Linked DNA regions of Sus scrofa: regions 1, 2 and 4 are each linked to region 3. The links are chromatin contacts, called in public Hi-C and HiChIP or PLAC-seq maps. All regions are on one chromosome and are shown on one strand. The core of a region is the stretch at or near the end of the contact, and the rest is flanking DNA. Distances in the headings are between cores, read along the strand shown.

What was found. Hi-C and Micro-C count contacts between places; a contact is called where the count stands out from the background. HiChIP or PLAC-seq counts read pairs in DNA pulled down with a chosen protein or histone mark.
Region 1: a contact with region 3 is called in an H3K27ac HiChIP or PLAC-seq map of alveolar macrophages. The contact joins the promoter of FBXL20 here to the promoter of LASP1 in region 3. A contact is called at or near these places in 1 of 5 promoter capture datasets (liver) and 1 of 2 datasets of contacts at active chromatin or transcription factors (alveolar macrophages).
Region 2: a contact with region 3 is called in a Hi-C map of embryonic fibroblasts, with 2.0 times the contacts expected there. The contact joins the promoter of CDK12 here to the promoter of LASP1 in region 3. A contact is called at or near these places in 1 of 5 promoter capture datasets (liver), 1 of 47 Hi-C or Micro-C datasets (embryonic fibroblasts) and 1 of 2 datasets of contacts at active chromatin or transcription factors (alveolar macrophages).
Region 4: a contact with region 3 is called in an H3K27ac HiChIP or PLAC-seq map of alveolar macrophages. The contact joins the promoter of LOC100517731 here to the promoter of LASP1 in region 3. A contact is called at or near these places in 1 of 47 Hi-C or Micro-C datasets (liver) and 1 of 2 datasets of contacts at active chromatin or transcription factors (alveolar macrophages).

What each region holds. Positions count from the first base shown.
Region 1 is chr12:22,868,617-22,875,135 of Sscrofa11.1, forward strand. FBXL20 (F-box/LRR-repeat protein 20) reads left to right here and starts at 4,779. Exons shown (of 17, transcript XM_013979813.2): 1 at 4,779-5,666. It overlaps MED1 (mediator of RNA polymerase II transcription subunit 1), which reads left to right. Exons shown (of 20, transcript XM_021067050.1): 20 at 1-3,804.
Region 2 is chr12:22,828,655-22,835,916 of Sscrofa11.1, forward strand. It overlaps CDK12 (cyclin-dependent kinase 12), which reads right to left and starts at 2,741. Exons shown (of 18, transcript XR_002337130.1): 1 at 1,062-2,741. It overlaps MED1 (mediator of RNA polymerase II transcription subunit 1), which reads left to right and starts at 1,751. Exons shown (of 20, transcript XM_021067050.1): 1 at 1,751-1,865.
Region 3 is chr12:23,265,562-23,272,045 of Sscrofa11.1, forward strand. LASP1 (LIM and SH3 domain protein 1) reads right to left here and starts at 1,648. Exons shown (of 7, transcript XM_021067060.1): 1 at 1,425-1,648. The coding sequence starts at 1,493. TRNAC-GCA (a tRNA gene) reads left to right here and starts at 2,355; the gene lies at 2,355-2,426. TRNAC-GCA (a tRNA gene) reads right to left here and starts at 4,175; the gene lies at 4,104-4,175.
Region 4 is chr12:22,988,339-22,994,700 of Sscrofa11.1, forward strand. LOC100517731 (transcription factor CP2-like protein 1) reads right to left here and starts at 3,156. Exons shown (of 16, transcript XM_013979827.2): 1 at 2,342-3,156.

The DNA of each region.
Region 1 (6,519 bases), core at 3,529-6,028, 390 kb before region 3:
AGTGGATTCATCTAAGAAGACATCAGAGTCAAAAAATGTGGGGAGCACAGGTGTGGCAAAAATTATCATCAGCAAGCATGATGGGGGATCCCCCAGCATTAAAGCCAAAGTGACTTTGCAGAAACCTGGGGAAAGTAGTGGAGAAGGGCTTAGGCCTCAGATGGCCTCTTCCAAAAACTATGGCTCTCCACTCATCAGTGGTTCCACTCCAAAGCATGAGCGTGGCTCTCCCAGCCATAGCAAGTCACCAGCATATACCCCTCAGAATCTGGACAGTGAAAGTGAATCAGGCTCCTCCATAGCAGAGAAGTCTTATCAGAACAGTCCCAGCTCAGATGATGGCATCCGACCTCTTCCAGAATACAGCACAGAGAAGCATAAGAAGCACAAAAAAGAAAAGAAGAAAGTAAAGGACAAAGATAGGGATCGGGACCGGGACCGAGACCGAGACAAGAAAAAGTCTCATAGCATCAAGCCAGAGAGTTGGTCTAAATCACCCATCTCTTCAGACCAGTCCTTGTCTATGACAAGTAACACAATCTTATCTACAGACAGGCCCTCAAGACTCAGCCCTGACTTTATGATTGGGGAGGAAGATGATGATCTTATGGATGTGGCCCTGATTGGCAACTAGGAACCTTACTTTTAAAAACAAAAACATGGCCAGAGAAAAACTAATAGGTGTATAGGCAAATCACCATAAGGGGTGAGTCAGAGAGGTCTGATTTTGTGTTAAAGAATCTTAAATGGCATGGCTTCGACACCGAGTGGGGTGAATTTAGAAAGGCATAGCCAGACCCTACTAAAGAGACCATAGGGTTTGATTCTGGTTACTAAGAATCACTTGTTTCTTTGCCAGAAAAAAGAAAAAAAAAGTTAAAATACCTGCTTATGAAAGGGAGGGGGTGGGAAGGGCTTAGGGAAAGGGAAGGGTGGGAAACAGTTTTGTGGGAAATATTCATATATATTTTTTCTCCCTTTTTCCATTTTTAGGCCATGTTTTAAACTCATTCTAGTGCATGTATTTGAAGGGCTGGGCAGAAAATGAAAAAGCAATACATTCCTTGATGCATTTGCATGAAGGTTGTTCACCTTTGTTTGGGTAGTTGTCCATTTGAGGCATGGGCAAATGAAGGACTTTGGTCATTTTGGACACTTAAGTAATGTTTGGTGTCTGTTTCTTAGGAGTGATTGGGTAAGGAAGATGATTTTAGCTATTTATTTATAATATTTTAACCCTTTATCTGTTTGCTTTTATACAGTGTTTCTTTCTAATTCTATGAGGTTCAGGGTTCAAAATGATGGGAGGCGGGAGAGCAAGGTTTATTTGGTGGTAGGGAGCTTGTAGCTTGTGCTGGTACTGTAGTATCAAGCCCAAGCAAATTAGTCAGAGCCCACCTTTGGAGTTAAGTAGAAAACCAAAATGGTATTTTTGTTTTAGGAGGTTTTTCATAGGGTTCAGACATCATAGGAATATTAGGAGTTAATCTCTTTATGGAGGTATTGGTTTGTAGTTCTTTTTCCTTTAAAGAAAGCTGGGCTGGCTTTTTGGGATGTAAACATGTTTTCAGATGCAGTAAGGTTTAAAAGTGGGACAGCCTCCCTGAACCAGTGGCATGAAAACCATTACAGAATTAATAGTTCTCCTATTGCTACAGTGTGCCAAAAGTCCACATCCCAGCATTTTGTTTGTAGGAGAACTGATGCCATTCCTATGAGCTGGGCTCCTTGTTTCCCTTCATCACAAGGATAAGGAGTCTAGACTTTAATTACTCCAGTGTATGCTCCCTTAGATAAAACAGTAAAAAAATTTGCAGCCATAGTTCACTTACAACAGTTTCAAGCTCACTTGAAGTAATGGGGGCCTGGAATGCTAGGTGGGCATAAAGATAAACCCTTGCTACTATGTAGCAACACAATTGGACCTTTTTGAAGGAATAGGTCTGAGTCTGGATTCTGGGGGACATCAATAAGAAGCCCTTCTCATAAATATAGAAATCCAGGAGACCATTTGAGTGCAACACAAGTTCTCAGTATTTGGAGGGTCCTCTCAAAATTCTGCGGCCTTACTTTGATTTTGACACCTGCACTGTGCCATTCCTGATGATTCCATTCAGGATCTGTATCAGCAGGACGGGGCACGATCCCCAGCACAACTCTTCTGGATTGAAAAAAAAAAAAAAAAAAAAAAGCCAGGTGATTCATTTGTGTGTGTGTGTATATCATAAATGGAGTGACTTCATCAATAAGAAGATATCTATATTCAGCTCTTTCTGCAGGTTGGAGTTAGCATAGAGTTGGAAAATCAGCTTTGGCTTTCTTTCCTGACTGTCTCTGATTTCCTTTAGTGTTCTCCCTTTTCTGGTCATCAGCTCTCAACAACTCTGCCACTCTTGTGTCCTAAGGTAATAAGAAGTAGGAAACGAAACCTTGCAAAGTGGAGCAAGAAAAGTTATCGGTTACCGTATCAGAGTCAAATGTCTTGGGTGACACTAAGGAGGACATGGGCAAGGTGATACCAGAGTGCTTTATCTTGTGATGCTGATACAGTAGCAGCCTCTCAAACATACAACCAGGTTGGATTTCTCACAAGTTTCTCACCTAGTTTTGAATCCTATCCCATTGGTTTCTGCAGGAGAAAAAAAAAAAAAATTAAATGGTTTTTAAGTTTGTTTTGGTTGGGAAAAATCTTATGGGGAATATACTGCATAGTATCAGGGGCTCAGCTCCCCCAAACAGAGCCAACAAATACCAAAATGAGTAAACTGGGAAGCTTTTTCTCTCTTTCTGTCTTCATCCCAGATCAAAGAATCCCGAGTTAGGATCTGGATGAAGGATAAGCCCCTGAATTGTCGATGGGCACACCCCACACACTGACCCAGCATCTGAACTTGCTTAACAGGGAGCCGGGGCTAAACTGCTTCACCCTGCCTGAGAACCAGGGAGCACTGCATTTCTCCACAGGGTGGAGGAGAAGAGGCAGAATAAACCAAGCCTGGGACACCTCCCTCCTGTCTAGGTGTACTCATTCTCCTGTTCCAAAAGACGGCAAGGACATGAAGTCAACTTCTACCTATCTTCTGCTGCTGGTGTCTTGTGTATTCTTAGTTTGACCTGATTCCTCTTCTGTCCTTTGGCTTCATGTTAGGGGTCCTTGGTCAAAACCTGCTCTGATGTACATGAAGATTCCAGGTTCAAAATCAGTGTCTTAAAACAAGTATTGTAGAGGTGGGGGAGGGGTTAAGCAGGATATAACTGCCAAACTTAAGATTGGTGACTCTTAGAAAGATTTACCTTAAGGCCTGGGTCTGAAAATTTAGTGCAGCACTCTTGTGAATTCTCAAAAGAATCTTTCCAGGGAGCCAGTGAGTCACAGTATCCAGTTGAGTCACTTAAAGCAGACGCCAGTATAGGAAACTCATTATTCACAATCCCTAGGTAATCTCATATTTGTTTACCTTTTTAAAAATCCCCTTCCCTCCCTTATTTCTACCCTTGAGTTAGTTTTTTGAGGGGTAGGAAGTATTTAACATCTCAGAAGCTAGGTTGGGAAACATGCTCAGCTGTAAAAGCTGAGCTTTAAATTTTGAGTTTTAAAAATGTACATCAGGAGCAGTTGGGAGGGGCTTTTCTAAAAAAAAAGTAATCTTTTAAATTTGATTTTCTGTGTGTATGGCCGTTCTGTAAATACTTTGGGGTTTTTCATTTTTTTGAAAGTAGACAAAATCTGTGGGATTTTTTTTCCCGAAACATTACAGAAACCTGTTTATTTACATGCAAATAAATTTCTTTGATAAAAAGCAACATGCCTATGTGTAATAAATTTCTAACTTTTGGATAATTGTTTATTCAGCTTTTTAAAAGTCCAATCAAAAGTATTTTAAAATAACAAAGGAAAAACCTTCCTTGAAATGTGTAACTGGAAAGGATAATTAGGGGAACAGAACTGTGAAAGTTTTCTTCATTTGATTTACCTGCTCAAGCCAGTTTTACTATCTTTTACAGGCCTTAGTCACCAATTGTATCAATAGTTCTTGCTGGGAGAAAAGTTCTGTTAGATGCAACAAAAGGCTGTTTTTATATGGCTGCAGTAAAGCAATCACATTAAAAGTATCTGGGACAGGAGGAGGCTATAACATCTAGATCTGGGTTTGTGGGCCTGAGAATGAGTTACTGAAGCTGGGTTCCTGGGTTCTTTTCTAGGGAAAAAAAAAGTGCTTTCAGAGTTGGGTAATAAGCCTTCCAGCTACAATACGCCTTTTTTTTTTTTTTTTTTTTTGGACTTTTTAGGGCCTCGCCCGTAGCATATGGAGGTTCCCAGGCTAGGGGTCTAATTAATCAGAGCTGCAGCCACCGGCTTTCACCACAGCCACAGCAATGCCAGATCCATGCCACGTCTGCAACCTACACCACAGCTCACGGCAACACCGGATCCTTCGAGGCCAGGGATCGAACCCGCAACCTCATCGTTCCCAGTCAGATCGTTAACCATTGAGCCATGACGCAAACTCCAAATATGCCTATTTTAAAAGATCTCCAGCACAATTTGCTCTTACAGAACTTTTTTTTTTTTTTTTTTTTTTTTTTTTTTGGCTTTTTAGGGCCAAACCCGAGGCATATGTAGGTTCCTAGGTTAGGGGTCCAATCGGAGCTACAGCTGCTGGCCTACACCACAGCCACAGCAACGTCTTATTCCAGCCTCATTTGCGACCTACACCACAGCTCATGGCAATGCAGGATCCTTAACCCACTGAGCGAGGCCAAGGATCAAACCCACAGTCAGATTTGTTTCCCCTGCAGAACCACATCTCTTAATCAGACAAGCCAGTTACTGAAAGTACAAAGTAACAGGGGTATGAAAATAAACTCATATCTGCTTTGAAATGCAATTGTAAGTCCAGCCAGCACTGCTAGAATTGATGATATAGTTTCCAATGTTTCATATTTGGGATATAATTCCGTAGTTTGTCGCTCTAAGTGTAAACTCATTTCTTAATTCATGGAAGTCAGATCATAAATTTTGAGACTTCAAGGTTTGAGGGCTGGTGTTACTAAAGTACATATTATCATGACACATCCAGCTTCTATAGAAGGAGCCTGAGTCAGAATGAATGTTACTACTGGGCAAGCGCCCCCGCCTACTCGTTCAGACACGCTTGTTTCTCCCGCCAAAGTGGCGTCAGGATCAGGATCTCACCAACCAGAGCCCTGATTGGAGGGCAGGCAGGCCCTAGAGCCCATTGGGTGCCAGCAGCGGTCGGAAAGCAGAGGGGCGGGAGAAGCCGAGGCCTTTCTGCCTCACCCGCCCCCACCTTCACCAAAGCGTGCCCCTCCCCCAGCTAAAGGAATGGTCGCCCAGCTCCAGCACTGCACCCCTTGACCCCAAGGCACGAGGTGCGGCCTCGCCGCATATCCCCAGAGCAGAGGGCAGCGCAATTACCCCCTGTCCTTCTAAACCATGCACAAGGAGATCCACTCCCCGCGGCGGCCCCCTAGGCCTCCCTGCAACACCCGGTAATGCAATCCACGGGGGCGGGGAAGGCGGTGGCGGCGGCGGCAGCGGCGGCGGCGGCGGCATCAGAACAGCCCCAATCTAGAGACGGCCAGAGAGGAGAAAAATGGCTCCAAGCAGGGACCGCCTGCTGCACTTTGGGTTCAAGGCTACAGTGAGTGATAGGGGAAGGGAGTTGGGTGTCTGGGAAGGACATGTGTGCCAGCGCAAGCTACCGGGAAAGCGACAAGACTGAGGGGGCGGGGGAGGACGAGACAGCTCAAGTGCTTGGTGGGTTGGTGCGTGCTGTTTGCCCGCGGATGGGAGAAGGGGGGCTTGGGCGCTGTGTGCAGTTGTCCTGCTTTCCTCTCTCTCACTGGTCTGCGAGCACGCGCACACTCGCTCCCGCCCCACAGCCCCTCCCATACACAAATACACACACAGACATATAGACACTTCCCTGCCTCTTCTTCTTGCGGTGGGCTTGGCGGCCTTGGAGGCGAGGGCGGGCTCACGCCGCCGCCGCCGCGCTCCCGGGCGGATGGTCGCGGGCTGCGCCCCGGGGTGGGGGAGGGGTGGTCCTGCGCTGCTGCCGCCGCCGCCGCCGCGCGCTCCTCCTCCTCCCCCTCCCCACACCGTTCCGAGGCCCGGGCGGTTCTGCCCAATGAGGAGCGGCGTTGCTGGCAGGTGGGGAGTGTTTTTGTTTTGGGTTGAAGTTGAGGCGGAGGAGAGAGAAGAGCTAGCGACAAGCAGTCGTCGCCACCGCCGCGGGAGGCGGAGGAGGCCCTGCGGGATTCAAGAGGTCTCCCCTCCCCGCCGACGGCTCTTGCCCGCCGTTCCTCTGCCTCCTCCCGGTGCCGGAACTCCCGGGCCTGCCCCGGGCCCCCAGTCTTTGCCCTCCACACGCCGCAGCGCCCGGCCCCGGCCGCACCCGCCGGCCCCATGAGGAGGGACGTGAACGGAGTGACCAAGAGCAGGTTTGAGGTGTGCGCTTGGGGGTGGAGGGGGCTAGGGCGGCGTGAGGAAGG
Region 2 (7,262 bases), core at 1,491-3,990, 440 kb before region 3:
CATAATTTCTCTTGTGTTCAACATTTTCCTCACTCACAGAAAGAATTTACTGATAGGCACTGTGCTATGCACTTCACGTTCATCAGTTAATCCTCACAACTCTAGTAGTTACTCTCATTTTACACATACAGAAAATATTTACCAAAGTTCACAAAGCAAGACTAGGATTCCACTCAGGTATAACCCCAAAAGAGCCCAAGTTCTGCTTTTGTGGAAAATGGTAAAGTCTACAAAAAGGGAGGTGCATCTCATCACAGAGGAACAAGAACAGTTATCTTTAGACAATTCACTCCAACAATTAAGTATCAAATTAACATGCCTTTCTCACAAAAATATCACTGTGAAGGTACTACTACCATTTTTTTAACAGAAAGATACTGAAATTGCCTGTGGTCACAAGATAGGTCAACGGTGATGCTATAAAGAAAATCAAATTATCTTTGGAACCAATTTCTGTTAAGCTATACCATCAGAGGGAAAAGGACTAATCGGCTGAATTTTCACTAGAAACATCAGATAAAAGAAGATAGGAGTCCTGTATAAGTTATCAAAAAATTATCAATTAGGAAATAAACTTATGGGTTTGGAGACTCAGTGGATAACACAAATGATAGATGACCTAGGCAAACAGCCTTGAGACAATACAAATGAAAATTTGTAACTTCTTACTTCTTTTTAATCAGGCTCAATGAAGCCTAAAGCACTAATACTAAAGTGATTTTTAAAATTTTAAGACAAGGCAACCCAAATAGCTGGGAACCAGTATCAATCCGATGCAATGAAGTAAGCAGAAGCCTATGATTTTACTCACAGACGCTTACAGCTGAAGATCCCACCACTGGAAGTACCTACCTTTAGCAGCAGTAGGCATGTGAATACTCCTCCACCTCTCCAATTCTGGGTTAAGAAGAGACCAGACTCACCTACATGATGACTAGTGAAGCCAAGTGTTCTAGTCAATGATCAATACCGGGAACTTCAACAGAATGTTAACTTCTCTAATAGCTCCTCACAACCCACCGTAAGAAAGAAAGGACTGTTAGACAAGACAAACAGCTCACCTGGGGAGAGGACTCCGGCTCAGAGACCGCTTGCTCAGGAATGGGCTGCTGGACCGCCTTCGACCGTAAGGGCTTGGTGATCTCCCACTGTAAGAGCCACTCCTTTCATAGCTGGATGAACGTCGCCGGCTATAGGGACTCACGGACCTCTGTCTTCTACTGTAGGGACTGGGTGACCGGGTGCTGGATTGGTAGGCCGAAGGCTCCTTGTAAGGTGGGCTGACGGACTGCCTTCTTGAGGTACTTCCCGGACTCTTCTTGTAGGAGTCATAATTGCTAGAAGTGTGAGATCTTGGGGGACTAAGGTCATAATCTTGGCCATAAGAAGCTCCTGACGGGCTATCATCTTGCTTGGGGCTATCCAACCATTTCCGGTGGGGACTCCTGGACCTCCGTTTGGGGCTGTCCACTGTTTTGTAACTTTTGGGTGTTTCCCTTTTCCGATGACTTTTACTCCGGTCTTTGTGCCCAGACTTCAACTCACGTTCTTTCCGGGTCTTCTCCTTATGGAGTTTGGATGACCTGGATTCCTTGTTGCTGCTGCTTTTGGAGATCTGCGCCTTCCCATGGTCATCATTCTCCTCATTTGAACGCTTCGAAGTTCCTGATACCCGGTCCTTCATCGATCCCGACTTGCTAAAGGTTTCCAGGTTTTTTTCTTTCTCTGTCTGTTTAGTTTTTAGTAAGTCCCGGGAACGTCTGTGCTGATGGTGACGGTGTTTGTGCAGTCGGTCACTCCGATCAGTCCCGCGACGTTCATCATTCTCCCTCCTGTCCAGTTTGAAGGCCATGTCGTCAGAGAAGGTATCAGAATCTGAGCTAATGTCATCATACTCCACCAAAGGTTTGATAATTGTACCCAAAGGTGCTGCTTCGGGGGTCACCAACCCCATGTCTTTGGAGTGCTTGGACTTATGCCGCTTGTGCTTCGACACCAAGCGGTGACGCTCTCTGCTGTTGGAGCTGCCACCTCCCGATGACGGCTGCAAAGTTCCAGAAGCTCCTCCGCTCCCGTCCTTCTTGCCCCCATGTCTCTCTGGATTGGGCATTCCCTTTCCCCAGGCCTCAAAAAGGGGAAAAAGTTCCCCAGCACTCCAAAAAGTAACCCCCACCCTCCCCCCCAACCCCAGCCCCACGCCTACAAAATCACCCCTACAAGGGGGTGGGGAGGGAAGGGACGGTAGCCCAGGCTCCTCCTCCCTCCCGACTCCTCAGCACCCTCCTACATGAGGTAGGGGGTGAAGGAGCCAGAGAAGAAATGAGAGTTCCTCAGCAGTGGAGTTGTGAGACAACGGACTGCCGCTCGAGTCTGTTTCCCCTCCAACTCCAGCCGAGCCAATCCTCAGGCCTAGGCGCCCAGGAAGGAGGTCGAGGAAGTAGGAAGCCGGCGGCCCGGGGCTGTGGGGCCGACTCGGGCTCTGGGGCCCTGTGAGGACTGCGCGGGCCCTTCCCCTACCCGGTAGCCCGGCTCGGGGCGGCTTCCTGTCGCTGGGGTCCCGCGACCTAGGCGCCTCACACCCCCTTTGTCCCTCGCTCTTGAGGGAGCCCCGTTTCTAGCTTCCGCCTCACCTCAATACCTCACACACTCACTCGCTCCCTCACACAGACTCACAGTCACACACTAGGTTAAACCGAAACGGCACTTGGAGGAGCGGGGGGAGGGGGGTAATCCCGAGAAGTATCGCGAGAATATGCCCAACTCTCGCGGTACTTCGTGCTTCTCGTTCACCTCTCGCGGCTGCTTGCTCAAACAACGCGAGAGCAGGTCCCCGGCCAGAAACGCGTTCCGCCAGATTCTCGCGATAAGATCCCGGCTTCCCATTCGAGCAAAGCTTTATTGGGTCTAGGATGATCTTTTAAATTCAAAACTTTATTAATAACTCATTGAACAAAAACGTGTTCTCAGGCGCCAGCGCAAACTAATTTTTGCATGCTTTGTAACAACTCTCAAGTACCAGGATGAAAATAATGTCAACAGAACAAAGGACAAATGTGAGGACATTTCAACCCAAGTCCCTAAGTGTTAACAATTCTTCCCACTTGTATATACTACTACGTGCATTATCTCTAATTCTCTATTTCTCATACTACCCTGCAAAACACGATTTCCTTATCCCTATTTTACCGATAAGGAAACCCAGTCTCAGAAGAGCTAAATAACTCACTCAAGGTGACAAAGTTGGTCCATCAAGGGCCAAAAAAAGAGATTCAAATTCTTGTCCGACACTATACTACAAGCTCTTTCATTGTGTGGCACTAACCCTTTCAACTGCTTAAAGACTTGAATGCTCATCACCTCTTGAGATCATCTTATGACTCTTTAGGAATCATTTAGCCTTTTATTTTCACAGAGGATTATAATTACAAACAAGCAAAGCATAATATTCATGAACGAGACAAAAATCTTACACTTCCCTTCCTTTTTATTTTTCAAAACTCCTTAGCACATATTAACTCATTCCATCTTCACAACTTTCCTCTGAAATAGGGTTGTGATAGTGAGAAGACTAAGGCACAGGGAAGCTAAGTGACTTGTCCAGGCTTTCTCATTGTTTACTTCAGTAAACATGTATCTGTAAGACAAAGTTCCTTCTCTGTGTAACAGTGCCACTGAGGGTCCTCAAGTAGAATATGGACAATGTACTCATACACAAGAAGATATTAGGTGATATGTTCCCTTGTGGTGCAGTGGCTTTAGGACCTGGCATTGTCACTGCAGTGACTCAGATCGCTGCTATAGCAAGGGTTCAATCTCTAGCCCAAAAACTTCCACATGCTACTGGAATGCAAAATAATAATAATAATAATGTGATAAATGTTCGAAGAATATAAGAATGATAAACAGCAGTGTGAAGTTTCAAAAGGAGATTAGGAGTGATAAAAGAAAGCATTATAAAAGTAGGACATTTAGGGAGTTCCCATCATGGCACAGCGGAAACAATCCAACTAGGAACGATGAGGTTAGGGGTTCTATCCCTGGCCTCGCTCAGTGGGTTAAGAATCCAGCATTGCCACGAGCTGGGTAGGTCGCAGACCCGGCTCGGATCTGGCGATGCTGTGGCTGTGGCATGGGCCAGCGGCTACAGCTCCAATTGGACCCCTAGCCTGGGAACTTCCATATGCCATGGGTGTAGCTCTAAAAAGATTCCCCCCCAACAAAGAAGTAGGACATTTAGGAGTTACCTCTGGGGTGCAACCAGATTGGTGGTGTCTGTGCAGCATCAGGACACAGGTTCAATCCCCTGCCTGGCATACTGATCTAGCACTGCTTCTTATGATAGGTTGCAACTGTGGCAGGGATCTGATCCTTGGTCTGGGAACTCTATTTGATGAGGTGGCTAAACAAGAAAAAAAAATGGGACATTTGAGTTGGCCCAGGAAGAGTACATAGGATTTGTATATGCAAAGAGGGGAACACCAGCCAGTAGGTTAGAAGCCAGAAAACATTTTGAATGAAGGCAGAAAAGCTGACTCTCAAAATCACTCCCTGGAGGTGTTCATATTGCTTGGATTACATGAGTACCAAAAAAATTTTACCTAAATGTTTAAGTCCACATATCTTGATAAAAAAAAAAAACTTTTTCATGACAACTTTTAAATAATCTATGGAAGTAAAATTAATACTATCAAGAAAAAAAGAAATAAGTACTGGAACTCAAGTGTGGTAACTCCCAATTTATTGCTGCAAGAAGGCCTGGATGTAAATGTCTCCACCAGTGTCTGACATAATGGCAGATGTCATGGGACTTAATGGATAATTAGATTAAATGACTGGCCTACTTTATTAAACATTGGCATGAGTTCACCAAAATTATTCCCATTCTTTTCCTATCTTTTAAATGAGATCATAAAGCTCCAGCTGTGGCCTCTCAGGTTAAGGATCTGGCATTGCCACAGCTGTGGCTAGGATTCAATCCCTGGCCTGGGAACTTCCATATGCTTCAGGTGTGGCCAAAAATAATAAATAAATAAGATCAATTTTTGACACAGAGTGCACCCACAATCCACAGTAAAATAGAAAAGGGGGGCAGAAGATGGAATTGTGGAGTTCCCTCTGTGGCTCTGCACTTAAACCTGATTAGCATCCACGAGGACGCAGGTTCAGTCCCTGGCTTTGCTCAGTGGGTTAAGGATCTGGCATTGCTGTGAGATGTGGTGTAGGTCGAAGAGGCAGCTGGGATCCGGCATTGCCATGGCTGTGGCATAGGTGGGCAGCTGCAGCTCCAATTTGACCCCTAGCCTGGGAACCTCCATATGCCCTAAAAATACCCCCCCCAAAAAAGCAGAAGCAGCAGATGGAATTGTGATTATGTGTCAAATCTTGAAAAATAAAATTCATCACCCATGAGCTCCTGCTGAAGTGCAACGAGATCCGTCATCACTCAGGAGCACTGGAACACAGATTCAACCCCTGACCCCACAGAGTGGGTTAAAGATCCAGTGTTGTCCCAGAGACACAACTGTGGCTCGGATCTGATCCCTATCCTGGGAGCTCCATATGCCCCAGGGGGGTGGCCAAAATATGAAAAAAATAAGTTCATCATCCAAATTAATTCATCATTCCAGAAGTGGAAACTTTCTTTTTGTGCGTGTGTTGGTTTGTTTTGTTTTGTTTTTTTCTTTTCTGCTGCACCCATAGCATATGGAAGTTCCTGGGCCAGGGACTTGAATCCAAGCCACAGCTCCAGGAATAATGGACCCACCATGCTGGGTTGGGGATCCAATTCATGCCTCAGCCAAAACTTGAGCCGCTGCAGATCCTTAAACCTACAGCACCACAGCAGGAACTCCAGAAACTTTATTTCCTTTTTTTTTTTTTTCCTCAGGGCCACACCTGTGGGACATGGAAGTTCTCAGGCTGCTAGAGGTCGAATCAGACTGCAACTGCCAGCCTACACCACAGCCACAGCAATGCCAGATCTGAACAGCACCTACAACCTACACAGAGCTCATGGCAACACTGGATCCTTTAACCCACTGAACAAGGCCAGTGATCAAACTTGCATCCTCTTGGATACTAGCTGGGTTTGTTACCACTGAGCCACAATGGGAATTCCCAGTTTGTTAGTTTAGATTTTAGGTTTCAAGAATCCTCTGAAGTCTCCCTCAAAGCTTAGTCATTTAAAATTTGTCCGTTGTCCTTCCCTTATCACACATGAAAATTATGTGTACCCTGAATGCTTGTTTCATGGGTTTTTTTTTTAGGCCCACAGGTGCGGCATATGGAAATTCACACAACTTGCAGCAACACCGGGTCTTTAACCCACTGAGAGAGGCAGAGACTGAACCCACATCCTCGTGCATATTAGTCAGGTTCATTTCCACTGAGCCACAGCAGGAACTCCAATGCTTTTCTTGTTTGTCTTTTGTCTCTTCAGGGCTGCACCTGTGGCATATGGAGGTTCCCAGGCTAGGGGTTGAATTGGAGCTGTTGCTGCTGGCCTACCCTACAGCCACAGCAATGCCAGATCCTAGCTGCGTCTGTGACCTACACCACAGCTCGTGGCAACACCGGATCCTTAACCCACTGAGCAGGGCCAGGGATCGAGCCCGCAACCGCATGGTTCCTAGTCAGATTCATTTCCACTGTGTCACAATGGGAATTCCAATGCTTTTCTTATTTAATGATATGTCTCTTCTGTCTTTACTTTTAGATTACAAATTTTCCAACAATGTCATTTCATCTGCATTTTCAGATGAGAAATAATAACTTATTCTATTCTGTGACCAAAATTTGGTTAAATTTACTCTGTTTTCAAGTCATAAGGTTTAACATTTCCTAGCTCTACTTAGTACAGATGTTATTGTTTATTTGTACAGAAAGCTTGCACAAGGAAGTGTAGCTGTGTATCCAATAGTGACACCTCAGGTAAAAGATAATTTAACAAAAACTTTTTTTTTTTTTGGTCTTTTTGCCGTTTCTTGAGCTGCTCCCGCAGCATATGGAGGTTCCCAGGCCAGGGGTCCAGTCAGAGCTGTAGCTGCCGGCCTACGCCAGAGCCACAGCAACTCAGGATACAAGCCACATCTATTGATGGCTTGGACTACATTTTCAACTTTATATTACTAGTGCCTGGAGTACTCCCTGTGGTGCAGGGTGCTGCAGTCAAACTCCTGCTGAATCTGACTGCAGGAGTACGCATGTGGCTCAGTGGAAAGGAGCCCAACTAGTATCCATGAGGATGTAGGTTTGATCCCTGG
Region 3 (6,484 bases), core at 398-2,897:
AGGTCACTGAGGAAGTGCCAAGCCCAAGGGGGGAGGGGACAGACAAAAAAAAAAGATCCAAGGAACTACCCTTTCCCCAGCAAAACCTGGCTGCAGGTGGGCTCTGCACCCCTCTTCCATCCCATGCCCCCCAACCCCTGCCAGTCCAGGCGGGAAGGAGGGCTCTCTGGACTTGGAACCGGCTTTAGGAGGTAGATGAAAGGCACGACGAGGAGAGGGTCAAAATCAGAGGCCTCTCCTCCCCCGTGGGGAGGGGATGTAGGGGGGGAGAAGGTGGATTTTGCCTTAGGATCATAGGGAGCTTAAAAGAGGCCCGGATCCTACCCCCAACTGCTGGAAATACCCAGTTCTACTCTCCGCCCCCCTCCAAAAGTATAATGGCAACCAGATGAACGAGTCCAGCATGATGCGGGGCCGGGGGTGGGGGGGGGGGAGACGACGCGTAAAGGCCCCCAGGGGACAGTGAATTTCCAGAAGGCCACCTAACCTTCCTTCTAACACCTCCCCCCTCCTTTCTTAGCTTCCCCTGAACTCAGCCAACCCCACCCTCCATCGGGGAAACCTGCTTTGAAAAGTTAGCTCTTTGTTCTACTAGCTGGACTCAGTCACTGAGCACAATTTCAGGAGGTCTCTGCGAAGCAACCCCCCCACCCACCCTACTCCAGCACCGGACCCCGCCCCAGTCCGGCTGGGCCGCCTAGCGCGGGAGTTGGCGTGTATTTGAGGTGGGGGCTGGGAGGCCATGGAGGACGTCTGCTAGTTCATTAACCATGGAACCACCAGGGGCGGGGGGCTGCAGGTCATCCAAAAAAAAAGGGGTCTCTCAGTGTGGCTCGGGTCGTATCCGAAGCCCAGTTCACCAGATGCAACACTCGCCGGCTGAGAGCCCCCGCCCCGCAGTCTCCAGGCCAGGAAGCCCGGCCAGACGCGGCCAGAGCCCACGGGTTCGCTGGGCTCCCCAACCTCTGCCCCGCCCCCCCGCCGCCCCCTCCCCCAGCGCCCCGCGCTTCCGCCTACTTGGCGCTCGGCGCGGCGGGGAGAGGGAGCGGCCGTCTGCTCTCACTCTCCCGGCCCTAGGGGGCGGGGCTGCACCCCTAACCTTCCCCCGCTCCCCCCACCCCCACCCCCACCGCGGGGCCTGACTTCCCTACTCCATTCGCGTCCTCCCAAGCCCGGGGCACAGAACCCACTCTTCTCCAGTAGTGGCCTCCCGTAGTGGCTGCCCGCCACGCGTAGACTCCTTGCCTCGCCTCAGATTCCTGGTTTCCAGACTGGGGTCTGTCCCCACACCCCATGACACCGCCCTCCCTCCCTCCTCCCAGGTTCGCGGGGATGAGGCGGCGTAGACCGGGCCCCTCTCTCCTCCCTGGAAATGGAGCACAGCTCGGAGATTGCAGAGTCGCGTCTCCCAGTCCCGGGCTCACCTTATCCAGACAGTTCACCTTCTCCGTGGGGTACACGATCTTGCCGCACCGGGCGCAGTTGGGATTCATGACTCCGGGAAAGGCTGGGGCGGGGACGCCCGAGCTCGCGCGCGTTCTCTTTCCCCGGAGCGAGCTGGCGGGAGGCGGCGGCGGCTGCAACTGCACAGGCGACGGCGACGGCGGCTGGAGCTAGGGAACTGGCCTCCGCCTCCGCCCTCCTTCCCCTAATAAACACAGCGGGGAGGAGGGGCTGTACCGGGGCGGGGACGCGCCGCGGGCGCGGGCAGGGGCGCGCGCGGAGAGGCGCGCTCCCCGAGCGACGTGGGGCTGCGCGGGGGTGGATTCCGGGGAGGACTGCGGGACCCGGCGCGCGCGCCTAGGTGCGCTCCAAAGCTGAAGGTGCCCCGGAGCTACGCGCCCGAGGATCTGGCGCGGACAACCTTGCCCAGGGCCTTTCCGGAGCTGGAGGCGGCGCGGAGCCGGTCTGGCCGTACATCTGCGCGCCTGGGCTGCGGTAGGCGGGCAGACCCCTTGACCTGTCGAGAGTGGGGTTCGAACACTCTCGAACGCCCAACCAGATCCGCCAGATTTGGGGGCTTCCTTTGTAACCCGCCGGTACCTGGCGAGAACCTGCGGACCGAACGGGAGCCCCACTTCACCGCCCCTGTTAGCCTCCCGGCGCAACATCCTTTCCCACATTTGCAGGGCGGAACCCGTCCCTCCCGCCAGGACTCAGCGCCTTGCAACCCGGGCTAGTTCTTCCCTCCCGAGGCCTCTGCCGTACAGCTTTGCGGTGGTTCAGCGGATCTGGGGACCTTCTGCTTTCCACTGGGCCCTTTTTCCTCTTTCGTTCCTAATCCTTGCGCTCCGCCTTTGGTGTAGCAGTGTTTTAACACCCAAAGGAGCCGTCCCCAGACAGTAACGCGGCGCGGGGGTATAGCTCAGTGGTAGAGCATTTGACTGCAGATCAAGAGGTCCCTGGTTCAAGTCCGGGTGCCCCCTCGGCGGTTTTGCCAAACTTACAAAATTTATGTAACTCTTCCGTTGGCGAAATCACATTTTAACCTTGGGTCCTAGGTGTTAAAGAAAACAGAAGAATGGTGTTTGAAAATCCCTTCCTCATTTTACAACGATAGGGGAAAGCTTTCGGTTTTACTTTGTACTCAGCAGGAACGGGGGTGGATACACGGGCAAAACGAGGTAGAAAAGCTGCAGGCACCCATTCCAGCGTTAGAGGAGTCTGGATTTCTTTGGCCACGGCCGGCAGCCTCAGTTGTGTCAGTTACAGGCCCTGATTTAGGAGACAAGACGACTCCCTCCAAGTTGGTGTGCGAGTTGGGGTAGGGGTCAGGGTCAAGGGAAGGAAACCCACAGGCGCAGATTGTCTCCAACTTCAACTTTCTTTATTACCGTCGACATGGCGCTAGCCCTGTTTATCTTTCCCTATTGCTCATGGCACCAGCAGAATGAAAGCCCTTAGAGAACACTAAAATGGCCCATGCCAACCCCAAAGCTCATTTTAGTTTACAAAGGTACATCCCGATGTAAACTGATATAAAACTAAAGTCGTGGTTCTCATACTTGAGCGTGTGTCAGAATTACCTGGAGAGCTTATTGAAAACTGCCCCCCGCCCCAGTTTCTAATTCAGTAGGCCTGGAATGGGACCTCCACCCCCAGAATGAATTTGCATTTTGATCAAGTTCCCAGGAGATGCTGATGCTGAGGGACCGCACTTCAAGAACCCACTGAAACAGTAATACAGGGCCCTCCAGTTTCATAACCTAAAGATGGAGACAGATATCTGTTGGTTGCCTGACAGCATCCTTGTTGGGTGGGAAGAAAACTATAAGTATGAAGGGAGCAAGGGCATCTCCCTCGACTAGGTTTTGCCCAAAAAAAGGAAAAAGAAAGGATAGAGAGAGAGGCATGCTTCTTGAGTCAGGGGGCAGTTGTGATATTTTAAACTCGGAATTTGGTTGTGTCATCCCTCGGGGCCCCAGGGGAATGCAGCTTGAACTCATTTTTTCCCCCACGGCTCCCTTTACTGTGAGATGTGTCGCCGAGCTAGACATGGGAGATGAAGCAGAGCTGCCATTCAGAGAAATAACTCGTTTTTCACCCCTTTCCTGGACGCTAGGCTTCAAACTCATCCCCTGCAGATTCATCAGGCCAAAGACCTGCCTTTGAGCTAATCTAAAGGAGCTCCTACTTTTCACCTTTTTTCTTACATCTATGCTGTGTCTTGTTAAACTTTGCCACTGTATAAACCTGCCCAGCGTGGATTCTGCTCTAGTCTTCCTGGTCAGAACATAAACTAGGTGAAATAATATTCGCCTGCCCCGGCACTCCATTTCTCCCCCAAAAGAAGCTATAATTAACATTAAATCAGCTCGCCTCCAAGTCTCCGAGATGGGCAGGATCTCAGCCTTCTTTCTGCCTGAGGAAACTTGGGCCTCTCGCCACCGAGTCCCGGCAGACGCGCAGCTTCTGCGACGTAGAGACACCCTGTGCGACCTCTAGGGTATTGCTAACTCCTCAGGGACCGGGAACGTCTGAAGAGAGAAAATTAAATGGGTGCAAGAAAACCTTCAACGGAGTTTTGGATTTTAGAAACCTCAAGCTTTTCCTGCCATGCTGAGTTAACCTTGGCGGCTGTGAAAAAAAGGAGGAAGCAGGTGAGGGGGCACCCGGATTTGAACCGGGGACCTCTTGATCTGCAGTCAAATGCTCTACCACTGAGCTATACCCCCTCTGCTGGTGCAGTGTTGGTAAATCGTTTCTACATGGACTCCACATTTTTCATTCTGAAAACTATTTGCTCAAAATTAGTTTCTTCCTGCTATATGGTATTGGATTTACTAATAATGGGGAATTAAATGAAAATAAAAACATGGAATTTTGAAAACCTGTGAACTTAGGTACCAATCTGCCTTTTCTAGGTTTATTTCCTAACACACCATGGCTGTCGCTTTCATGTCATTGGGGTCTTCACTCCAAAATCACCTGCAAAGAAAGATTTTCCATGACTACCCACCTTGAAATTTCCCCCTCGTACCTCCCTAACACATCATCTTATTTTTTTTATTTTATTTTAATCATTTCTTGTATCACTACTGGGCATTTCCTGATTTATTCATTTGTGCCCTTGTTTCTGTTTTGCCTCCGCTAGATTTTAAACTTAGTGAGAAAGAGTTCAAAATGAGAGAGTGAGTCTTTCTACTGAAAGTATGTTCTGCACTTGGAGTGGGGCACACAGTAGTTGTTCCATATACTAGAGAGTATCGCCAGGGAAAGGAGCTCCGTGGAGATGTTGGTTCAAGTTGGTGTTTGCATGCTTTTTATAGGTTGGATCCCTGGCACAGGAACTTCTGCATGCCAGGAGGGCAGCCTAAATAAATAAATAAACATTGTGCCTAGAGTTAACAATATTGTATTGTACACTTAAAAATCTGTTAAGGGGATAGATCTAGTGTTAGGTGTTCTTACCACACACACACACACACACACAAAGGAGTGGCTATAATAAAATTTGAAAAAAGATAGGTAGCATTCTACAGCAATAGCACAGGTGAGAGATGGTGGTGGTGTCTGAAGTTACAGTGGTGTATTAGTTTCCTGTTGCTGCTGTAACAAATTACCACAAACTTATTTGCTTCAAACAACATAAGCGTATTATCTTACAGTTCCTGAGGTTAGAATTCCGAAAACCAATTTTACGGGACTAAAAGCAAAGTGCTGACATGCCTCCATTCTTCCTGGAGGCTTTAGGGAAAAACCAGTTTCCTTGACTTTTGTAGCTTCGTATAGGCCACATACATTTCTTGGCTCATGGCCCCTTCCTCCATCTTCAAAGCCTGGGCTGCAGCCCCTCATGTTCTGATCTCTGCTTCCATCCTTCCATCTTCTCTCAGTCTCTGATTCTGATCCTCTCGCTTCCCTTCTATAAATATTCTTCTGATTGCCTGGATAATCCAGGATAATCTCCCCAGTTCAAGACCCTTAATTTAAACACAACTAGAAAGGGACTTTTATCATGTAAGGTAATATATTCACAGGAGCACTGGGACATGGATGTATTTGGAGGGCCATTGTTTAGCTCATCACAGTGGGAACCACAGAGCTAGAGCAGAGTGCAGGCATCCAGACTGACCATGGCAGGGGAGCCATGTCCTTGCTGTACATTGGATGGCTTGAGGAAGATGAGGGAAAGAGAAGACTAAAGAATGACTCTACTTAAAGGTACTCTCCTTGGAAATGTAAATTAGTGCACCCACTAAGGAGAATAGTATGGAGGTTCCCCAAAAAACTAAAAATAGTATGGCCATATGATCCAGCAGTCCCACTCTTGGTCATGTATGTGAACAAAACTATAATTCCAAAAGATACATGCACCCCTATGTTCATAGCAGCACTATCTATAATAGCCAGTATGTGGAAACGATATAAATGTCCACTGACAGATGAATGGATAAAAAAGATGTGGTATAGATACACACATACAATGGAGTACTACTTAGCCTTAAAAAAGAATGAGATAATGCCATTTGCAGCAACACAGATGGACCTAGAGATGAGCATGTTAAGTGAAGTAAGTCAGAAAGAGAAAGACAAATACCGTATGATACCACTTACATGTGGAATCTTAAATACAACACTAGTGAACTTATCTACAAAACAGAAGCAGACTCAAACATGAAGAACAGATTCGTGGTTGCCAAGGGCGTGGGGGGAGGGGGGATGAATTGGAAGTTTGGGATTAGCAGACGCAACCTCTTGCACAGAGAATGGATAAACAAGGTCTGACGTAGAGCACAGGGAACTATATTCAATACCCTATAATACATCATAATGGAAATGACTATGAAAAAGAATATACATGTGTACAACTGAGTTATTTTGCAATACACCTGAAATTAACACAACATGGTAAATCAACTATGCTTCAATAAAATTTACACACAAAAAAATTTTTTTTAAAGTATGACTCTTGTTGGAGTTTCCCTTGTACCTCAGTGGTAACGAACCGGACTAGGAGCCCTGAGAACTCAGGTTTGATCCT
Region 4 (6,362 bases), core at 1,906-4,405, 280 kb before region 3:
TAAATACTGATTTTCTGAGGCCTGCTTATAAACCATAGTACTATTGCAAAGGTGTTGGTGGGATGGGGGAGCTTTTCCTATGCATGTCCCCTTCCCGGAAACTTCAGTGAGGGTAAGCTTATTTCGGGACCCCCGTGTACATTGATTTCTATGTTCTTTGGTCACATTGAATTTCCCTTCTCTAGCCATTCCCTCATAATAAGGAGGCCCTGAGGATAGACAAAGCCAACAGGAAGAAGTGGCATCGGGGTCGGTGGAGTTGAGGACTTGGAAAGCTCCCTGGATGAGACTGAATAGTCTCTGTCCTGTGTTAGTAGGAAATCAATCCAGCGGTACTGTTGCCAGGTGGCTGCGTTGTGTTAGGCCGCAGCGGGGTTAAGTGGGGCACCGGCAAGTTGCGTGGCTCCAGGGCCGGGGGCCCCTGTTCGGCCAGTACTTTGTTAGGTCCCACCGCCACAGGAGGTTCCGTCTCCGGCTCTACCCTAAGGCGAATGGTTAGAGTGGATCCTGCTCCCCCTCCCCATTTCCAAAAAACTATTCCCCAACTCATACCATTTATCCACTTTTGAATATTTTCCTGTTTTCCTTTTGTAATACACCTTCTCTGCCTCTTTCACTAGATCACGTAACTCAGCCTCCTGTAATCCTTCCAGTCTCTGAAGTTTCTTTCTGATATCCAGAGCCGACTGCCCTATGAAGGCCAGGGCCACTGAGGCTTTCTGGGCCTCCGAGGTAGGATCAAAAGGGGTGAACCGCCTGAAGGCTTCCATGAGCCTCTCAAGAAATACCGAGGGAGCTTCGTTCGGTCCCTGCATCACCTCTCTTACCTTAGCCAAATTAGTGGGCCGTCTTGAGGCGCCCCGGAGACCCGCCACCAGAGCCTGGCGATAGATTTTCAAGCTCTCCCTACCTTCAGCCCTGTTGTAGTCCCAACCGGGGCGAGTCAAGGGAAATCCCATGTCAATCTCATTTTGCAACTGCGTGGGCCACCCATCGGCCCCAGGAACATTTTTTTCTAGCCTCTAACAGAATTCTCTCTTGCCCCTCGGTTGTGAAGAGTGTCTGCAGCAGCTGTTGACAATCATCCCAAGTAGGCTGGTGAGAGAACATAAGGGACTCCACCAACCCCGTGAGGCGTTGGGGATCCTCCGAGAAAGGGGGATGGTTAGTTTTCCAATTATAGAGATCTGCAGAAGAAAAGGGCCAATACTGGAGGGGCTGCAATTGGCCCCCCAGCATGGGAGGGCCATAGGTGCGCAGCGGTAATGTCACGATCTCGTCTGTCCGCTCCGGGGTGGCGCCCCTCCGGCTCCGAGTCCCGGCAGCAGGTCCCTCCGCCGCCGGAGCTCCAGGAGGGGCAGAGGGTCCCCTCGCAGCACCCTGTGCCGGATAAGGGGGTGGGGGTGGGGGAACAGGTTGGGGTTCCGGCCAAGTCGGCGGCTCCTCAATCTCAGGGTAGATACGAGGAGAGGGCTTGACTTTTTCGGCGGAGTGTTTGTTTTTCTCTCCAAGAGCCAGAACTCAGGGACCTGGCTTTCTTGGTTTATTTAGCCATGGTTTAACCCATGGCGGAGGATCCTCTGCCAAATCTTGCCACGTAAGGATATAGGGCTCTTGATCAGGATGAGAGCCGGGTCCAGTCTGAAAAATGATTGCTTTAACAGCCAGGATAATTTCAGAATTAAAGGTCCCCTCTGATGGCCATCCAACATCGAATGTCGGCCATTCAGAGGCACAGAAAGTCTGCCAAGGTCCCTTCTTAACCTGAACTGACAAATTATGAGCCCTGGATTTAACTTCAGTCCAATGGTCGAGAGTCAAACTAAGGGGGGTCGTCACTGTCTGTCCCATATTAAAACTGTAGACAAGGACGCACAAGACAAAGACACATGAAACAGAAACCAACAGATCCAGACACACGCGACCCGTCCGCGTCTTCCACAAGCAGGCAAAAGAGTCCGACGGCCGCGGAGGGGGAAGTTTTCGCTTCAACAACAGAACTCGGTCCTCTGACCGACAGTAGGAGACCACCAGGCGTCCCTGGCTCTCCCCACCTCCCGGGGCGTCCCCCAGGGCGGCAGCCTGTGATCCTCCTAGCACGTCTGCTGATCACAGTCCTCCAGCTGCAAACCGAAAGCGCGCATCACAGAAAACAGACACTCAGAACAGAGACGCCGGCTGGCACACACGTTCCAAAGGGGATCCCTTTACCTCCAAGTCGGTTCTCGGGTGTGAGGGGTGGTCGCGGGGTATTCCCGGCCAACGCACCAAATGAAAAGGCCAGGAGAAGGAAAATCCCCCTCGTCTGGACTCGGAAGAGGCGACACTGCAAATCACTCACGAGAAGCGGTCTTGTTGCAAACAGCAAGAGGATTTTTATTTCAAGCACGCTGGGGCCCACAGTCGTATGCCAGGCAGGGGTAGAGGACTGCGGCCCCGAGTGCGGACAGCTTTTATGGGGTTCACAACAAAGCTCGCGCATCAAGAGCCCGCGCCTGGAAGACGAATCATTTTAAAGTACGCGTTCTGAGGACCAATCAGGAGGTCTATATTAGCGCGGGCTCGTGGGTGGTGTGTCATTTTGCAGTTGTGCAATCAATATTTGCAAGCAGTTTTACAGAAGCCAGATAAGCGTTTAGTCAACTCAGATCCTGTTACCTTGCTTAGGCCAGCAGTCTCACCCAAGGCCTGTTTCACATCCTCCCACCCAGTTTCATAGAAAAAAACTAGGTGAAAGGACGTAAAACAGGCCCCGATGCAACAACAAGTGTGACGTATTTACTTGGCAGGGATGAGTTTCTGGAATTCAGGGGCATCTAGGGCTTTTTCTTTATTATCTTCTTGGGGTCTTGGGGGTTTTAGGTTGCATTTTCATCCTTTCACTTGCTGTGGAAACAACTCAGGGGGTGGTGCTGGGAGGGAGATGGAGCCTATGAGGAGGAGGTGGTGTGCCTGGGTGCCTGGGAGTGCCCCCTGCCAGGAAAGCAGTGGGAAGGCAGCTCCAGCTGGGCTGGTTTCTTTGCCCCTCCTCCGCCCTGGGGCGTGGGGTGGACTGTGTTTATGGACAAATAGAGACCGCCTGGGGGATGGCTTCCTTCCCGGGGCTCAGCCCCTGTTGTCACTGTACACAGTCAGCCCGGGCACCCCCCCCCCCACCGTGTTTGGTATAAACAGATAAGGGCCTTGCAGAGAGCGGAGGTGGGGCTCTAAAGATGTGGCCTGAACTCACGTTACTCCAACTATCCAGGCCTTCAAAGAGCACGCCCCATGCACACTGGACAGGGCAGCTCCAGGTACCTGGGTCCTGAACATACATTCTTCTGCCAGGAAGCCAGACAAAGGAGAGAGACGGGGATAGGAACATTCCTGCCAATGGGGGCCAAAGAAACCTAAGTCCCCCAAGAGCCTCAGTAAGATCCTGAAGACTTTTTTTTTTTTTTTGCTTTTTAAGTGCACACCTGCAGCATATGGAGGTTCCCAGGCTAGGGGTGAAATCAGAGCTACAGCTGCCAGCCTACACCACAGCCACAGCAACACGGGATCCAAGCTACATCTGTGACCTTTCACCGCAGCTTGCAGCAATGCCGGATCCTTAACCCACTGAGTGAGGCCAGGAATCCAACCCATGTCCTCATGGATGGTAGTTGTGTTTGTTGCTGCTGAGTCACAATGGGAACTCCAAGAGATGCTTTTTTTTTTAACTTATTTTAATTTTAATTTTTTTTTTTTTTTTTTTTTTTTTTTTTTTGCTTTATAGGGCTGCACCTGTGGCATATGGAGGGTCTCAGGCTACGGGTCCAATCAGAGCTACAGCTGCCAGCCTACGCCAGAGCCACAGCAACATGGGATCCGAGCCGTGTCTGTGACCTACACCACAGCTCATAGCAATGCCAGGTCCATAACCCACAGAGCGAGGCCAGGGATAGAACCTGCAACCTCATAGTTCCTGGTCAGATTCGTTTCCGCTGCACCATGGTGGGAACTCCGAGATGCTTTTTTTTTTAATGGATTTTTTTTTCACGTCCAAAATACTCTGTCATTTTCTAGATCATGGCGTAACCTAAGAGCTAACTGCAATACACTTTGGGGTTCCCTAAGCCAAGGAAATTATTATTATTATTATTTTGCTTTTTAGGGCCACACCTGTGGCATATGGAGGTTCCCAGGCTAGGGGTGGAATCAGAGTTACAGCCGCTGGCCAACACCACAGCCACAGCAACGAGGGATCCGAGCTGGGGCTGCAACATACGCTATAACTCACGGCAACGCTGGATCCTTAACCCACTGAGTGAGGCCAGAGATTGAACCTGTAACCTCATGGTTCCTAGTCAGATTGGTTTCAGCTGTACCACGACGGGAACTCCAAGGAAATTATTTTTTACTTGGGAAAATTGCTGAGAAATAATTCAGTATCTTCTCCTCTAACCAGAATGTATTGTGTTGTCTTCTATGCTAGGCCACATTCCTTTTTGTGTGTGTGTGTGTGTGTGTGTGTGTGTGTGTGTGTGTGTGTGTGTTTGCCATTTTCTTGGGCCACTCCCTTGGCATATGGAGGTTCTCAGGCTAAGGGTCGAATCAGAGCTGTAGCCGCTGGCCTACGCCACAGCCATAGCAACATGTGATCCGAGCTGCGTCTGCAACCTACACCACAGCTCACGGCAACGCCAGATCCTTCACCCACTGAGCAAGACCAGGGATCGAACCTGCAACCTCATGGTTCCTAACCAGATTCGTTTACCACTGAACCACGACGGGAACTCCAATGCTAGGCTACATTCCAACCTGGAAGAGTTGGACAGTGAAATATGCCACCCCCTCAGAGAAATAGGGGCTGAGGCGAGTGGTCTCCATTCATTCATTCATTCATTCAACATATTGTGATCGACTGCCTACCAGCTCTCCCTCTCCTTCCCTCACACCAGTGTAGGTGGAATCCTGCTCTAGCCAGGGCTCAGTCACCCCTGTTTCCCCCACATTAGCCATCAAAATGTCTGGGCACTGAGTTCTAGGAAAACAATTTTTTAAAAGTAATGCGAAAAAATAAACTCAAAATGGCTTAAAGACTTAAACATAAGACAAAACACCATAAAACTCCTAGAAGAGAACATAGGCAAAACATTCTCTGACATCAACCGTACCAATGTTTTCTTAGGCCGAATTCCCAAGGCAACAGAAATGAAAACAAAAATAAACCAAGGGGGACCTAATCAAACTGAGAAGCTTTTACATAGCAAAGGAAACCATTAAAAAAAACAACAACAACAAAAAGAGGAGTACCCGCTGTGGCTCAGCGGCTAACAAACCCAACTAGCATCCATGAGGACTCGGGGTTGCTCCCTGGCCTTGTTCAAGTGGCTTGAGGATCCAGCATTGCCTTGAGCTGTGGATCCTGTGTTGCTGTGGCTGGTGGTCTAGGCTCCGACTGGACCCCTAGCCTGGGAAGCTCCATATGCCATGGGTGTGGCCCTAAAAAGACAAAACAAAAAACCAAAAAGACAACTATAGTATGGGAGAAAATAGTTTCAAATGATGCAACTGACAAGGGCTTAATCTCTAAAATAGACAAACAACTTAAACAACTCAACAGCACAAAAACCAACAACCCAATTGAAAAATGGGCAGAAGACCTGAATAGATATTTCTCCAAAGAAGACGTACAGATGGCCAAGAGGCACAGGAAAAAATGTTCAACATCACTAGAGAAATGCAAATCAAAACTACAAGGAGGTACCAGCTCACACCCGTCAGAATGGCCATCATTAACAAGTCAACAAATAACAAATGCTGGAGAGAGTGTGGAGAAAAGGGAACGCTCCTACACTGTTGGTGGGAATGTAAACTGGTACAACCACTAAGGAAAACAGTACAGAGGTACTTCAGGAAACTAAATAAAGAACTATCATATGACCCAGCAATCCCACTCCTGGGCATTTATCTGGACAAAACTTTCACTGAAAAAGATACCTGCAGTTCATGGCAGTGCTATTCACAATAGCCAAGACATGGAAACAACCTAAATGTCCATTGACAGATGAATGGATTAAGAAGGTGTGGTACATACACACAATGGAATACTACTCAGCCATAAAAAAGAACAAATTAATGCCATTTGCAGCAACATGGATGGAACTAGAGACTCTCATACTAAGTGAAGTAAGTCAGAAAGAGAAAGGCAAGAAAAAAAGAAAGAGAAAGGCAAATACCAAATGATATCACATATCTGGAATATGATATATGGCACAAATGAACCTTTCCACAGAAAAGAAAATCATGGACCTGGAGAACAGACTTGTGGTTGCCAAGGGGGAAGGGGAGGGAGTGGGACGGCCTGGGAGTTTGGGGTTAGTAGATAGAAACTCTTG